Linked DNA regions of Mus musculus: region 2 is linked to region 1. A link is a contact called in public HiChIP or PLAC-seq data. All regions are on one chromosome and are shown on one strand. The core of a region is the stretch at or near the end of the contact, and the rest is flanking DNA. Distances in the headings are between cores, read along the strand shown.

Evidence for each region. HiChIP or PLAC-seq counts read pairs in DNA pulled down with a chosen protein or histone mark.
Region 2: an H3K27ac HiChIP or PLAC-seq map of extraembryonic endoderm stem cells shows a contact between it and region 1, with 3 times the contacts expected there. The contact joins the enhancer-like site here to the promoter of Rtl6 in region 1. A contact is called at or near these places in 4 of 39 promoter capture datasets (embryonic stem cells, maxillary cranial neural crest, neural stem cells and 1 more), 21 of 484 Hi-C or Micro-C datasets (CD4 single positive thymocytes, LSK cells, Sertoli cells and 16 more), 8 of 115 datasets of contacts at active chromatin or transcription factors (double positive thymocytes, embryonic forebrain, embryonic stem cells and 4 more) and 3 of 9 other capture datasets (adipose tissue, liver and pancreatic islet).

The regions. Positions count from the first base shown.
Region 1 is chr15:84,554,016-84,560,812 of GRCm38.p6, reverse strand. Rtl6 (retrotransposon Gag like 6) reads left to right here and starts at 2,990. Exons shown (of 1, transcript NM_177630.4): 1 at 2,990-6,797. The coding sequence starts at 3,620. The coding sequence ends at 4,351.
Region 2 is chr15:84,607,095-84,613,891 of GRCm38.p6, reverse strand. No RefSeq gene overlaps it. Among named protein-coding and RNA genes, the nearest start is that of Gm34201, 17 kb to the left of the region's middle. Within about 2 kb of position 3,556, at least 41 of the 459 cell types and tissues checked have an H3K27ac peak or open chromatin away from gene starts, as enhancers often do. A contact at or near this core is called in centroblasts and extraembryonic endoderm stem cells, where this site is marked.

The sequences.
Region 1 (6,797 bases), core at 1,741-4,240:
CTTTCTTTCTTTCATTTTTATTGGCAAATTGTCCTGTGTTGTTCAAGGTTACTGAAGGCTGACTCTGGGAGTAGAGGGGGGCTCCTTTGTGCCAGACCCTAGCATGTTCATTTCAAGGGATCTCTAAAACTCCCTGTCCTGGGGCAATCTGGCCCCTGCTTCAGCTCAGGAGAAAGGAAGACAGCCAGTAGCTAAGGATCTTAAAATCATCTAACCCAGAGGCACACACACACACACACACACACACACACACAAGCTTATGGTGGAAGTGGGAATCAGGAAGCATATTGATTGCAAGTGAGTTCTCACTAAGTGTTTCTTCTCTAGCCATTGCTGGGCGGGGCATCCTCAGCCGTTGTCTTTGTCAGGGTTTCTATTCCTGCACAAACATCCTGACCAAGAGAGCAAGTTGGGGAGGAAAGGGTTTATTCAGCTTATACTTCCACATTGCTGTTCATCACCAAAGGAAGTCAGGACAGGAACTCACACAGGGCAGGAACATGGAGGCAGGAGCTGATGCAGAGGCCCTGAAGGGGTGCTGCTTACTAGCTTGCTTCCAATGGCTTAGTCAGCTTGCTCTCTTATAGAACTCATGACCACCAGCCCAGAAATGGCACCACCCACAATGGGACCTCCCACCCTTGATCCCTAATTGAGAGAATGCCTTACAGCTGGATCTCATGGAGGCATTTCCTCAAGGGAGGCTCCTTTCTCTGTGATAACCCCAGTTTGTGTCAAGTTGACACACAAAACCAGCCAGTGCAGCCATCATTGATGCTGTTACCTTGGCCTATTCTCAACCAGGCTGCTCCAGATGCCTGTGCTGGGTTCTGTGAGCACTGATTTGCCGATGTTTTGCTGTCTGCCTGCTGCTTGTATTTGCTGCGTGCAAATTGTTCTTTTACTTTCCTCAGTACATGCTCAATAGAAAATTTTTCTCACTTGGAACTGAAGAGTGAGGCTATTGTGGAACTTTCTCAGCAACATATGGCATTTCTCTCCAAGGCACTGGGGGACCTTAGAATTACACTGTCCATCACGGCTGAACTGCAGCCCCTTTGTAGCCCACAGCATCCAGGGACCTGGGAGGTACCACTGTGGTTCTGAGAGCCTGACACACAAGGGGATGGATGCCCAGGTATGTTCAGAAACACGGTGTGTGTGTGGGGGGGGGGGTGAAGAGGGAGCCCAATCCAGAACAAGTTTGAGTTTGAACTCCTTGGCCTCAGTCAAGGTGACAGCAGCCCCTGCCTCCCCCTGATTTTGGAGACCTTGCAGAAGTGGCATGAGGGTACACTGTCCTATCCTCTCTTGCTTCATGCTCTGGAGAGTTCTTGATGGCTGAAAATATACAGTCTGGAGCAAGGGAATGCAAGAGTTCTTTTTGCTAGCCTACCACAGGCAGTTCTGCTAGGCTCCTCCTGGAACCTAGCAAAGGCTTACGTCATCACCTGCCTGCTACCAGGTGCAGGTGGCCTGGCAGGGCTACCCCAGTTCTCTCTCTCTCTCTCTCTCTCTCTCTCTCTCTCTCCTCTCCCTCCCTCTCCCCTTCTCCCTCCCTTCCCTTCTCCATTTCTCTCTACTCCCATGTGTTCCTGGCTGGCTTATCTCTCCTTTCTGTCCTCCTCTGCCCCCCTTCTCTGCCCCCATGGCTCTACTCCTGTCTTTCTCCTTCTAACCTTTCTCCATGTCCTCACTCCCCTCTGTTCCCCCAGATAAACCTCCTTACACCAGGTCTGTAGTGTGGTGTGATTTTTTTTCCAGGGGCCACCCCTCACGAGCACAGCATTAGATTCTATAACACTCTCATAGTGTGGATACCCTCAGCCACAATCCCTCACTCCAAGACCAAAATCTATAGACCGAATGAACACATCTCCACCCCAGGTCTGTCTCCCACCTGCAGTCACTCTCGCTAGACTGCATCATAGGAGGGCTTCACAGATGGTATTGTCTCTCCCAGTTTATCCCAGTATGGAACTGACCATGAGGAACAACTGTCAGAGGAAGGGGCTAAGACTCACATAAACTATGCTCACAAAATTCAGCGTGTAAGGTAAGTTGGCCATCTATCAAGAGGGCAGGCAGGAGTAAAAGGTAGCACAGGCTTTCGGTGAAGCCCTAGGCAATAATAGAAAGACATGCTTCTGTATTACCTCCCCTAGGAAAATCTCAAAATTCAATGTGACTAGGGAGACATGACCATCTACAAGGCACAAAAGTCAATGTTTCCTATTAGGATACTAATGGGAAAATGGTGGACTATTGAACAAGATGGTGTGTGTGTGTGTGTGTGTGTGTGCGCGCGCGCGCGCGCGCGCGCGTGTAGAACACTGAGGGGAACTGTAATGTTTCTGCTTTGTTTTTGAAAGACGTTTCCAAGGATGGGGATTCAGCTCAGTGGTGGCATGCTTGCAAGCATGAGGCCCTGGGTTTAACCTTCAACATTGTGCACGGAGGGCTATGGCACTCAGAGCAAGTAACCCCAGCACACCCGGGGTGGCAACCGAAGGATGAGAGGGTCGTAGTCATCCTTGGCTACATTGTGGGTTCAGAGCCAGTATTGAATTCCCACAATCCACCACGGGGAATGTAGAGGCAGGAGAGGTTCAAGGTCATTTCTGGCTACTTTCTGAGTTTTCCAGACCAGTCTGGTTTACAGGAGACTGCCTCAAAAAAAAAAAAAAATAGTTTTCTTGTCAAGATCTGCTACCATGATCATACAGTTCATGCGAATGGTGTTCAAATCACAGGAAGAAAAATCAATCTCACTTAAAAAAAAAAAAAAGATACTGTCTCTGAGAGGCTCCGCGAGCGGCCTGGGTAGGAATCGTAAAGAAGATAATCTTTCCAAGACTATCTAATTTCCAAGCTAATCTTTCCAAGATTTCAGCTGGCAGAAGCCAAGCTCCTCGCTAATAGGCTGTTGAGAAAGGCGCAGGTGCGTCACTTCCGGAAGGCAAGGTCCCGGCCGCTGCTCCGAGAGCGAGCGGTCTCTATGGCAACCAGCAGGCCCTGGCCCAGTTGCCAGGTTCCCAGCGGCCGTCTAGCTGGCCGCGCCTGCACAAAGACCGCGCGGTGACCGCGCAGCGCAGCGCCGGGACCAGGTCAAGCCAGCCCCGCAGGAATTGCCACCCCCGCCGCCGCTGCCCGGAAAGCAGTTCCGGCGGCCTCCGTGACGTACAGGCCGGGCGCGGCCTCGACCCTCGGGCCATCTTGGCAGCGGAGGGAGCAGCGGAGCGACAGGTACATACGCCGCCCAGCCTGGGCCAGCCCAGGTGCCGACGCCTTTGTTCACGCGCGGGTGGTCGCATGGCACCGGTGGTCAGTGCCTGCATCCGCAGCCCGAGCTCCGGCAGGTGCATCCTGCAAAGTCTGGCAGGTCCGCGCATCTCGTAAGGCCTGGGCAGATCCAGCCTATGCATTCTACAAGGGCTATCCAGCTCGAGCATCCTTCAGGGCCTGGGCAGGTCCAGCCAGCGACCCACACTTTGATCCTGCGAAGCTTGCAGAAAGGAACTGCATCCAGGACAGGACCAGCGTCCTCAGGCTTGCTTCAGCATCCAAGGCCTTGCGCTCTGGTTCTCCAGGTACCTGTGGCTTAACTTTGGCCGCCAGCATGGTCCAACCTCGGACCTCCAAAACTGAAAGCCCAGCCTCTGCCCCTGGTGCCAGCGCTCAGATGGATGACGTAGTTGACACCCTGACCTCTCTGCGCCTCACCAACTCCGCGCTGAGGCGCGAGGCCTCCACACTGAGGGCGGAGAAGGCCAACCTCACCAACATGCTGGAGAGTGTGATGGCCGAACTAACTCTGCTGCGCACCCGAGCGCGCATCCCTGGCGCTCTACAGATTACTCCACCTATCTCTGCCATCACCTCCAATGGGACCCGACCCATGACCACGCCACCCACCTCACTGCCTGAACCCTTCTCAGGAGACCCTGGACAGTTGGCAGGGTTCCTGATGCAGATGGACAGGTTCATGATTTTTCAAGCCTCCCGCTTCCCCGGTGAAGCCGAGAGAGTGGCCTTCCTGGTATCCCGTCTGACTGGGGAGGCGGAGAAGTGGGCCATCCCCCACATGCAACCAGACAGCCCTTTGCGAAACAATTACCAGGGGTTTCTGGCTGAGCTCCGCAGAACCTACAAGTCCCCGCTGAGGCACTCAAGGCGAGCACAAATCCGGAAGACATCCGCGTCCAATAGGGCTGTGCGGGAGCGAGAGCGGGAGCGCCAGATGTTGTGTCGCCAACTGGCCGCAGCTGGCACAGGATCCTGCCCGGTGCATCCAGCCTCCAACGGGACCAATCCCGCACCAGCCTTGCCCTCTCGTGGCCGGAACCTTTAAGGACTTGCCACCACCCTGGTAGTCTGTGTCCACCCAGGTAGCTAGACTCCGTTGTTGAGAGTTGTCAATTCAGTAGCTTTGCCCTGTTTGAGGCACCCTTCACGCCTCTCTGGTCTACGGGAGACCATCCTGTCATCGGCATTGGTCACCCACCCCGCTGTGCGGCGTGTATTTGTTTTGTTAGCGTTACCCGCGACTCAGTGCATGCTCCCCCTTTCTGTTGCTTGCAATCCCAGCTTCTCCAGCAATCACAACACAGCCCCTTGGGCATGTGCCTGCCCAGGAACCATTTAGGCTGACCACCTCTGCGAGCTCAGCTCACGGATACTCAGCTCCTGGAACACTCCCTACAGCTCTTGCTGCCCCAGGCTGAAGAACTGGCGAGGAGTGGCCAACTGCTTCGGGTCTCATGTGGACACATGTTCCAGTCCCAAGGAGCAGAGCCTCACAGGAGGATGACCTCTCAATCAGACTCAGCCAAGCCTCTGGACCATGACATCATCTGTCATTTCAATGCCAAATGAACTGTGTTTACATACCTACCTGGCCCCTTTGGGGAGATGGGTTACCTCTCCTGGGTTTTCCTGCCCTCCTCTGCATGGTCTTGGCTTGACCACAAGAAAACCAACAACAACAACAAAACCGCCTCTGAACCCACGGAAAGACATCTCTCTCCTCTCAGGAGCCCAGAGGCTGGGGCCTAGAACCCGGCCTCTTCCAGAGACTTTCTCCGTCATTGGGAAAAGTGACTGACTAACCAGCACAGCCACCTTTGCAAGACCAGGACAGGAGTCTTCGCTGCTCGCTGGGCTCCCGGCCCATAGCCACCTGCTTCTTGTTAACTCTGTTAGCCTAGCAGCCTCACTGAACAGCCAGGGCACCCTGCTGGCACTATGGTGCTATAAGCAGGTGGAAGACTCCTGGGGTTCCACTGAGAGTACTCACCTATCCCCAGCAGCTGAGTCTCATGCATGACCTTTCGGTGGAGGGGTCCCCAGGTGAAGCTACAGCTGCACCAGAAAAAATGGGGGATAGGGAGGAGGTGTATGTGGAGGCAGGTGACAACTGGAAGGTTTCTTTGTGGCTTTCCACGTTGTTGTCGAGGCCCATCCACCGGGGAGGCAGGTCACCTGCCCTGGCTCCTCGGACCAATGGGTGCTGGCTGTATTTGCATTAGGTTTTGCTTCAGAGCCATTCAGGCTGCCTGTCTCCAGGTGTGGCTTCATTACCTTCTGCTGCATCTGGTCTGACCCACCTGGGCCACTCTGCCTCAGTGGCTCCGTCCCTACCTCTGCTCTGGTGGTGGTGGCTTGGCAATGGTTTTGTTTCTTGATGCATGTATTTAGGACCGACATCTCAATAGCTCTCTGTGGCTTGGAGCCTGGAGCACACAAGAGAGGGTTGAGGCTTGCCCTCTGCGTCGGACCTGGAAGAGACACTTGGGATTGGTTGCTGAGGGGCCCATGGTGGCTCTCGTCGGGGCCGTGGTTTGTCCCCAGCCAAGACGATGAGGTGCAAGGCCCATGTAGCTCCAGAGGGAGACTGTGATAACTGGACCTAAAGCTGAGCAAGAGGGGGAGGCTTTGTACATATCTTAAGGTTCTAGTTGCTTGAGCTCAGAAGAGAACAGGGAGAGGGGAATGGGGGAGTTGGTCTATGAAGGAGTTGTGTCACTCCACATTGACAGTCGCGGCGGTACTGTGCCCGCTCTCCAGACTCTGTGACACCCATCCGGTAGGTGGGGCTTCACTGTACTCAGCGTCTAATGGACAGGGGGACCTGGCATTTGGGTGACTTCCCAGCCCAATGTTTACTGTGATCTTGGAATTATCTCCATGTCCCAAAGCATTCAGTGACTTTGAGGAAACAGCAAAGATCCATCTCCTTATCCCTGGCTAAATCCATGACAGGGTGCGCATGCTCTGTATGACAGGGTGCGCATGCTCTGTGTTAGGGCATCTGGGCGGGCCTGAGATAGATGCCTGTTGCTGCAGAGGACAGAGCCACTTCTGGATGTGCATGCCCTGGGCTTCAGCTTGCAGGGGAGTGAATGGCAGTGGAGAAGTTGGCATAGGCATAGCGTGACTTAGGGAGCAAGCCTGGGGCTTAGCTGGAACACACTGGGGACAGGGTGTTGGGTGGCAAATGCTCGGCTGCGTAGCCTGAGTGCTAAGGCCATCCTGTGGCCCTTTGCCTGGGAGATGTCCGTCAGGAGCTTTGCTAGGACACCGTGAAATGAGGCTCGGGTTAGGGAGTGAGATCTGGAGCTTGGACAGGCAGGCAAGCTTGCAGTGTCTGGGAGGTCCTCGCCTTTGGCATCTCTCTAGGACCTCATGTTGGACTCGGTGGCAGCCAGTGGAGCTAAAGAGAGGCGTCCCCACCCAGTGCCATCAACATGTGGACCAGGGCTTCCCATTCTCTACAGCAGCAGACCAGGAATTCTGGG
Region 2 (6,797 bases), core at 2,307-4,806, 53 kb before region 1:
ACCCAGGTCTCACATCAGGGTTATGCTCCCTTGGCTTCCGGTAACAGCCTCTATATTCTCCCTCTACTAGCTTCTTGGCAACTCGTGACTCACTTTGGAAAAAGGTCCCAGCTTGCTGCCTTCATGTCTGGAGCGGGCTGTGTGCCAACTGCTGAGGGTCAGAGTACTGGCAATCCGGTGCACATGGACACATAGGGCAAGAGGCCTGGGCTTAGGGGAGAAGGGGACAGGAAGAGGTGAGGAGGCAGTCTCTCCTTCACTCTCGGGAGCCTGGGCTTTGTGATTGCCTGTAAATTCTGTTCTTTTCTCAGCTGCCCTTGTCTGTGATAGGGGCTGCTCTGGTGAGCATAGGAGCACATTGTGGGGTCTTCCTTTCTGGAGGGCTTTAGCCTCTTGCCCACATGCATGTCCCTACCTTTTCCTTCAGCTGCTACCTTCCTGAGAGGCTCCTCTGATATGCACCCTGCTTGGGGGTGAGCCTGGAGGGCACATCTGGTTATTGCCCCATACAGCATACTCCCTCCTTGGATAGGTCTCCTTCTAAGTGCCCAGCCTTAGCAGAGAAATGAGCCTGGTAGAGGCAGGACCTCCCCCCTACCCTGACCACCCTCCTAGGCTGTTCCTTCAGAGGATCCTCTTGTCCCTAGGGCATTCAGGGATGCCACTTATTGGTCAGAACCCGAAGAGGAGGAGCCTGCTCCAAAGCCCTTATCCTGGGCCCTTCCCATCCAGGATCCTCAAGGATGGGCAGGGAAGGGAGTGGGGAGGGATGGCCATTAGCAGATGCTGTGTCAGCTGCTGATTCATTAAAGTCACGGGTGTCACTCTGTGAGCCAGAGGCTTGGGCATCCCCCACTGATCTCTAGAGGCTCTCTAGGCAGTATTTCTAGCAGGATGGATGGTGGATCTCCCAGCCCTCCCTCCCTCCTCCCCAGGTTCCCACCTGCCTCCCAGGCTTCTCCCCCTCCCCACCGCACCCCAGGCAGGGGGGTCCCCTCCTGACTTCCACTTCTTCAGCTTCCAGGAAGGAGCAATTACTGGTGCACTGAAGCTGCACGGTGCCACCCAGCCTGCGCTTGTCCCCATGTTTGTCAGGAGCCGGCAGCCTCATTTACCCTGCTAACTGCAGGCCTGATAAATGTGAGCGCCATCAGATGATCCTGGCAGAGGACAGAGAAACACAGCCTTATGATTGCTTCCAACCCCCAAGATGAGACTTCCTGGCCCTGCCCATTCCACTTTGTGCCCCTTGTTACCCAGGTGTGGAGACACCCTTACTATTGGAATCCCAGCATGGCACATACATTTTGCTCAGGGAAAGGCTGGCTCCTCTAGGGTCTACAATGTGCTACTGGTTCTGGCTTCTTTATCACCCACTCTTGGCAGGGAGAGGCAAGGCCCTGAGTAGCTATCCAGGGCCTGAGGAGCAGGCTGCACAGAGCCTCCACCCTATGTAGTCTTTGGCTTTTATTCTGTGTGAAGCCAGGAGCCCTCTGGATCTAGAGCTTCAAGGACACCCAGGACCAAGGATGGGACAGACTCGGGACTGTTAGCTGGTGACAAGCGGCTGCCTTCTGAAGCAGACCCAAAAGTAGCTCCAAGGGGCTCAGGACATAAATAAAGGGAGGATCCAGGATAGCTCAGGTATGAGCCAAGAACTGGAGTCCCACTTTCTGAGATGGGGCAGGAGTGGGGCTCTGGTGGCCCCACTTGATGACTCTGATGCAGTTGCCAAGGATTCAGTGTCCCCACAGTTTACCTGTTGCAACTTTATTCCATGGAGGAACAATACTGTGAGGTGGGGCTGAGTCTCTGCCTTGAGTCTTGGATTAAAGCCCTTAGTGTGTGATGACTTCACCTCTCAAGTTCTGGGTCTGACAGAAGAGCTCTTGCCCTTCTGCCTTCTGCCATGGATGAAGCCGCTCCAAAGCCTCCACCGTCACCTGGGACTTCCTGGTCTCCAGAATTGAGAGCCCAATAAGCAATTGCTCATTATCACGTGACTCAGATGTCCCGTTTTAAGTATAGGTGAGCCATGCAGGGCTGGAGCCGGTCTGGGATGGAAAGGGAAGTTTCACCTGGGGCTGCCTCGTCATCTACCTCAGAAAGGGTTTTCCTGGATCATTTGCTGTCAAAGTGCCACCAAATTGGGGGGCTATGATTGCATAGGCTGGAGGTTGAAAACAGACTTTCTCAGTCTAGGGACCAGAAGTCTGAGACCAGGGTATACATCGGAATGTGATTCCTATGTATCTAGAATACACAGGAGGGTTCCTTCCTGCCCCTTCTGGCTCTAGGTTTTTCTGGAAACAGGGACATTTCCCTGGCCTCCTAGTTTCACCCCTCCCACTTCTGCTTTGCACCCCCCTAGACTCTCCTCTCTAGGTTTTTTTTTACATCCAAATTCCCTCTGGTAAGAACATAGTGATGGACCTGTGCCCACCCATCCAGTATGGTCTCCTGAGTCTCTGCTCACATCTCTCCTCTCTTGTCTCTCCCGCACTGGCCTTTTGTTTTCCTGGAACATTCCAAATTTACCATTCATGGTCTCCAAAGTACCAGACAAGCAGTCTTCACAGTGACACGGGTGGTGGGAGTCCTCACATGGGTGATCCGAGCTCCAGGCGGGCAGAACCGAAGTCTGGCATTGAGTGCCTTGTCTTGCTGTTGCTTCATTCTTGTGAGGCAGGTTAAGGATAAAGGAGTCGATGTGTGAGACAGTGATGGCCCCTCATGGGGTCGTGGCCCTGACTACTTGGCCTCATCTGAGAGGCCTGCACTGGTGTCCCCAGAGTCTGGAGTCACTGCTTCCAGGACAGCAGGACTTTGCAGAAGTGGGAGGCTGTGTCAAAGGAACACCGGCCTCTTGTTCGGTATTGCACAGATGATGAAGGGCAGAGTCCTGCAGGAGTTCCAGACCGCACAGCGCATCTGCCTGAGAGGTCTACTGTTAGAGGGTGGAGGAGAAGGGGCCCAGGGACGACTCAGAAGCCAGCTGCGGGGTTTCACGCACCCTGTCAAGCATTTATGCCGGACACAAATTGCCTTTCTTCTTTGTAGGCTTATTTCAGGCTTGACAGACCCATGAATATTTGATCAGGGAAATAATTTTCTCGGGCACTCGAGGTTGGAGGGACCCCAGAAAAGCAGGTGTCCCCTAAGGGACAGGAAGAAGCTATTGAGTGCTGAGAAGAGTAGGCTTGGGACTGGCCAGCTGTAAAACGTTGCTGGCTCTTCCTGGCTGGTGAGGGCAGTGGAAAGGGGCTTCTCTCTAGTCAGATGCAGGTGTATAGACTGGAAGCGGGTGTCCAGGTACAGGCAAGGACAGGATACTAGAGGGTCCAGCCTGCAGTTGGTGGGGTGGGCATATGCTCTCCTAGAGTGTCGTCATTATAAGGATTCAACCCCCACAGACATCTTCTGTGTCAATGAGCTCTGCTCCGAGAATACACTTGATCTACAAGTCACCTCAGATAGCATCCAAGGCTCTCCTGCTGATGTCAGCGCTCCCGCATCTGTGGGGAGATGGCGCTGATCAAGCTTTGCGCCTGCACGTGGGTGGCACTTGGAGCAGGGGTGTGGTGTATACACACAGAGCTCGTGTACTCAGCTGGCTCTGAGCTGGGGCTGGGAGCTCTTAGCTGCTTCTTCCTCTTTCTGGCTAGAGACAGGAGCTGCTTTGATCCCCACTAAGTGCGCTGTCTCTGGTGGGCGGGGCATGGAGCCTGTCTTCCAGATTAGAGACTTAAGAGCCAAGTTCTCCTCTGCAGGTGTTGGGGGGCGATTAAAGGAGTCAAAGCTAGTCCCTGCTGGCATGTTTTCATCTTCCTACTAGGGTTGCCAGCTCTGGCTTTAGCCACGTGACCTTCCCCAATCCACCTTGAATCTTGCATTGTCGAAGGGACATTACAGAGGCGAAGATAAGATTAGGACCCTGCAAGTAGGTAATTGTTCTGGAGTATCTAGATGGCCTGACGTGGCCACAGGGTCTTACAAGCAGTGATACTGAAGCAGAAGAAATTGCTCAGACAACGTGGTCTGGACTGGAAAGTTTTAAAACAGTCGGCATTATGGGAAAATAACAGATGTGGTCAAGTAAGTCTGGCTACTGTCATGGATGTCGTCACTCTAGTGTCCACAGGTGATGTGTGGCTCACCCCTGGATGGAGACTTAAGATGCCAATGAGACACAGGATGCATGAAGCTGGGCGTGGAACTACAAGTGAGGGAGAGCCTGTGCAGCAAGGACCGCTCTATGCAAATGAGCCCCCAAACCTTCCCTCTATCATCCAAGCCTTTTGTACTCTGCTGGTTGGGCTCACCCCTTGGTAGTGGATCTTTTGAAAAATCAGAGGCCATGGCTTCTGCTGTATCTGTGTGTCTCTGCTCAGTTCTTTCACGGGTGGGGGATGGGGTGGATAAGAACCTAGAACCCTTTACCCTCAAGGGCAGGGACAGGGCAAGATTGTTTCCCTAGTCCCCAGATTCCACCAGAGCACACCCCGTTTTATGGCTTGCTGACTATTGTTTAATCTGGGGCACAGTTCACTGGGAACTCCGGGGTGGGCTGGGTGGGTGCTGGTGGTGGTAAGCGATAGAGAAGATAAGAAAGTAACCGCATTGTGTCAGGCCTGTCCCCACCCACTCCAGAGAACACCGGGAGATTATCAGCAATTGTCTCTGAGGCCACCAGGAGAGGCCTCTCTGGGTCCTTTCTGTTCCCCATCACCTTCAGTGGTCACAGTCCACTGCTCAGCTCCTGCCCTGTTCCAGCAAAGTTTCTCAAAAAGGAAGCCACACCCCTTATATGCTGATTGACAGATGGGAACTTCAAACAACTGTAGAACAGTTAGAATGTTTCCGATCCAGAGGCTAATTACAAATTATCTTGGGTTATCTTTAACTCCCTTTAATGATAGACTTATAGGTCTACCTCTGGATGGGGCCTAACAGTCTTGTAATTATTAGGCAAATTATTTGGAATGTATGAAGAGATCCCCCCAAGCTTTCACCAATCCAAACGCTAAGAGCATCTAAGACTCAGAACAGAGATGTCGCCAGTCACCTGGAGCTCCCCTACCTGATATTTCCACCAACTCACTTGAAAGCGTGTTGGCTTACGCCTTTCTTTGTTCTGTTCATAAAAACTTCACGCACCTGCCGCACCACTAACGCAAATGTGTCCCCGGGGGCCGTTAGTCACTCTTACCTGACTCCAGAATGAAAACTCCTTTATCTCCGTCGAGGCTTGAGTTTTTGCATTCACATGTACGGTCCCGCTCACAGCTACCTGCTGCCAGGTGAGCCTGTGACGTGGGTGGGAATGGGGGGGGGGCTTCCTTGGCACCTGTTCCCTACCTGCTTGGATATTCTTAGCTCTGAAGTCGTCCCCACACGTGGCTTTGCAGGTTTGTAGTAGCAGTTTGGAGATCTGTTGCCGAGGAGGAGGGCACACCACTCTTCCAGTCCTTGAAAGGACAGCTACGTGTTCGGGTAGACAGAGACTTTGAGGAGAATTCCATACCAGCTAGAGCCAGGGAGAGACAACAGACACAGCAGGCTGCAGTGGGAGGATGGTTTGAGTCTCTCAGTTCACAGGGTCAAAGGCTGCTGGTGGACAGGCTATGGACTATTTGGTGTTGGACAGCCATGTTGGGATCAGTTCATGTGGTCTTCCTGTCAGGGTGGGGGAGGCAGCAGCTTGGTGTGAAGTCCCAAATGTCAGGACCATACCTTGCCACCTGTCCTGGGACCCCCAAGCCACTGCATGGACAAAAGGGCAGGTCCCAGGGGAAAAAAGGGCAAGTCCCAGGGGCAGAAGGGGGAGGTCTCAGGGACAGAAGGGGCGGTCCCAGGGGCAAGGAGAAAATTCCTTGTGGATTTTTGCTGGGCAGACCCTGAGGGAACTGGTTTTTTTTTTTTTTTGTTTTGTTTTGTTTTGTTTTTTGTTTTTCCCTTGTAAACAATTTCCCTCTTGATTTTAAGTTTTTAAAAATGTCTGCTTTCATGAAATTCATTCAGCTTTTATGAATTGGGGGGGGGCAACAAAAAAAAAGAAGCAGCAGCCTGTCTGCTCCTGGCCTCTGGGCTATGGGATGCTGATAGTGTAGGACCCCCTTTCGGGGACCCCCACTCTAGTCTCGGGAGTGTGAGAGCACCCAAAGAAACACGAGGACCCACTCGCTGTAATTACATGAGGACGTTTAATTACGGAGCTCCGGACCGGCATGAATCCCACACAGGAGATAACAGATGCCGGCCCCGAGGCTCAAAAGCCAGGGGCTTTTATGGGGTAAGGGGCTTAGGGGTGTGGAATTCAGCATAGTGACACACTATTGGCTTATTCAAACATTAACAGAAAGAACACAGTGCATCAGGACTTTGTTCCTGTGGGCTGGGGGCTTATCTTTGTTCACATAACAACCAGTTGATGTATATGACTTTACTTGGTGCCAAGGGGGTAAAAGAAAGGAGGTTCCGGCCAGATGGTGTGGACTTTAGATAAGATGGCCTTGCCTGTCCCCGGATTGAGGGGTGATTCCGGCCAGATGGTGTTAGCTTAGATAATGTAGCCCCATTTGTCCTTGAATACCTTTTCATCTTTATGGCCAAGATGTTCTTAGGAATGCCTTAACAACAGCCCTGCCTTGGCCTGCCTGGGGGCTTGTTCTGCTTTGTTCTCAGTCCCAGACCGGGGCAGTGGGCTCTTAAACAACTCACAAGTTACAATATTTTATCTTCCTTCAATAGTTCATCCTTTCTTACACACTGGGCGGGGCTGACAGCTTCCCTGTGTT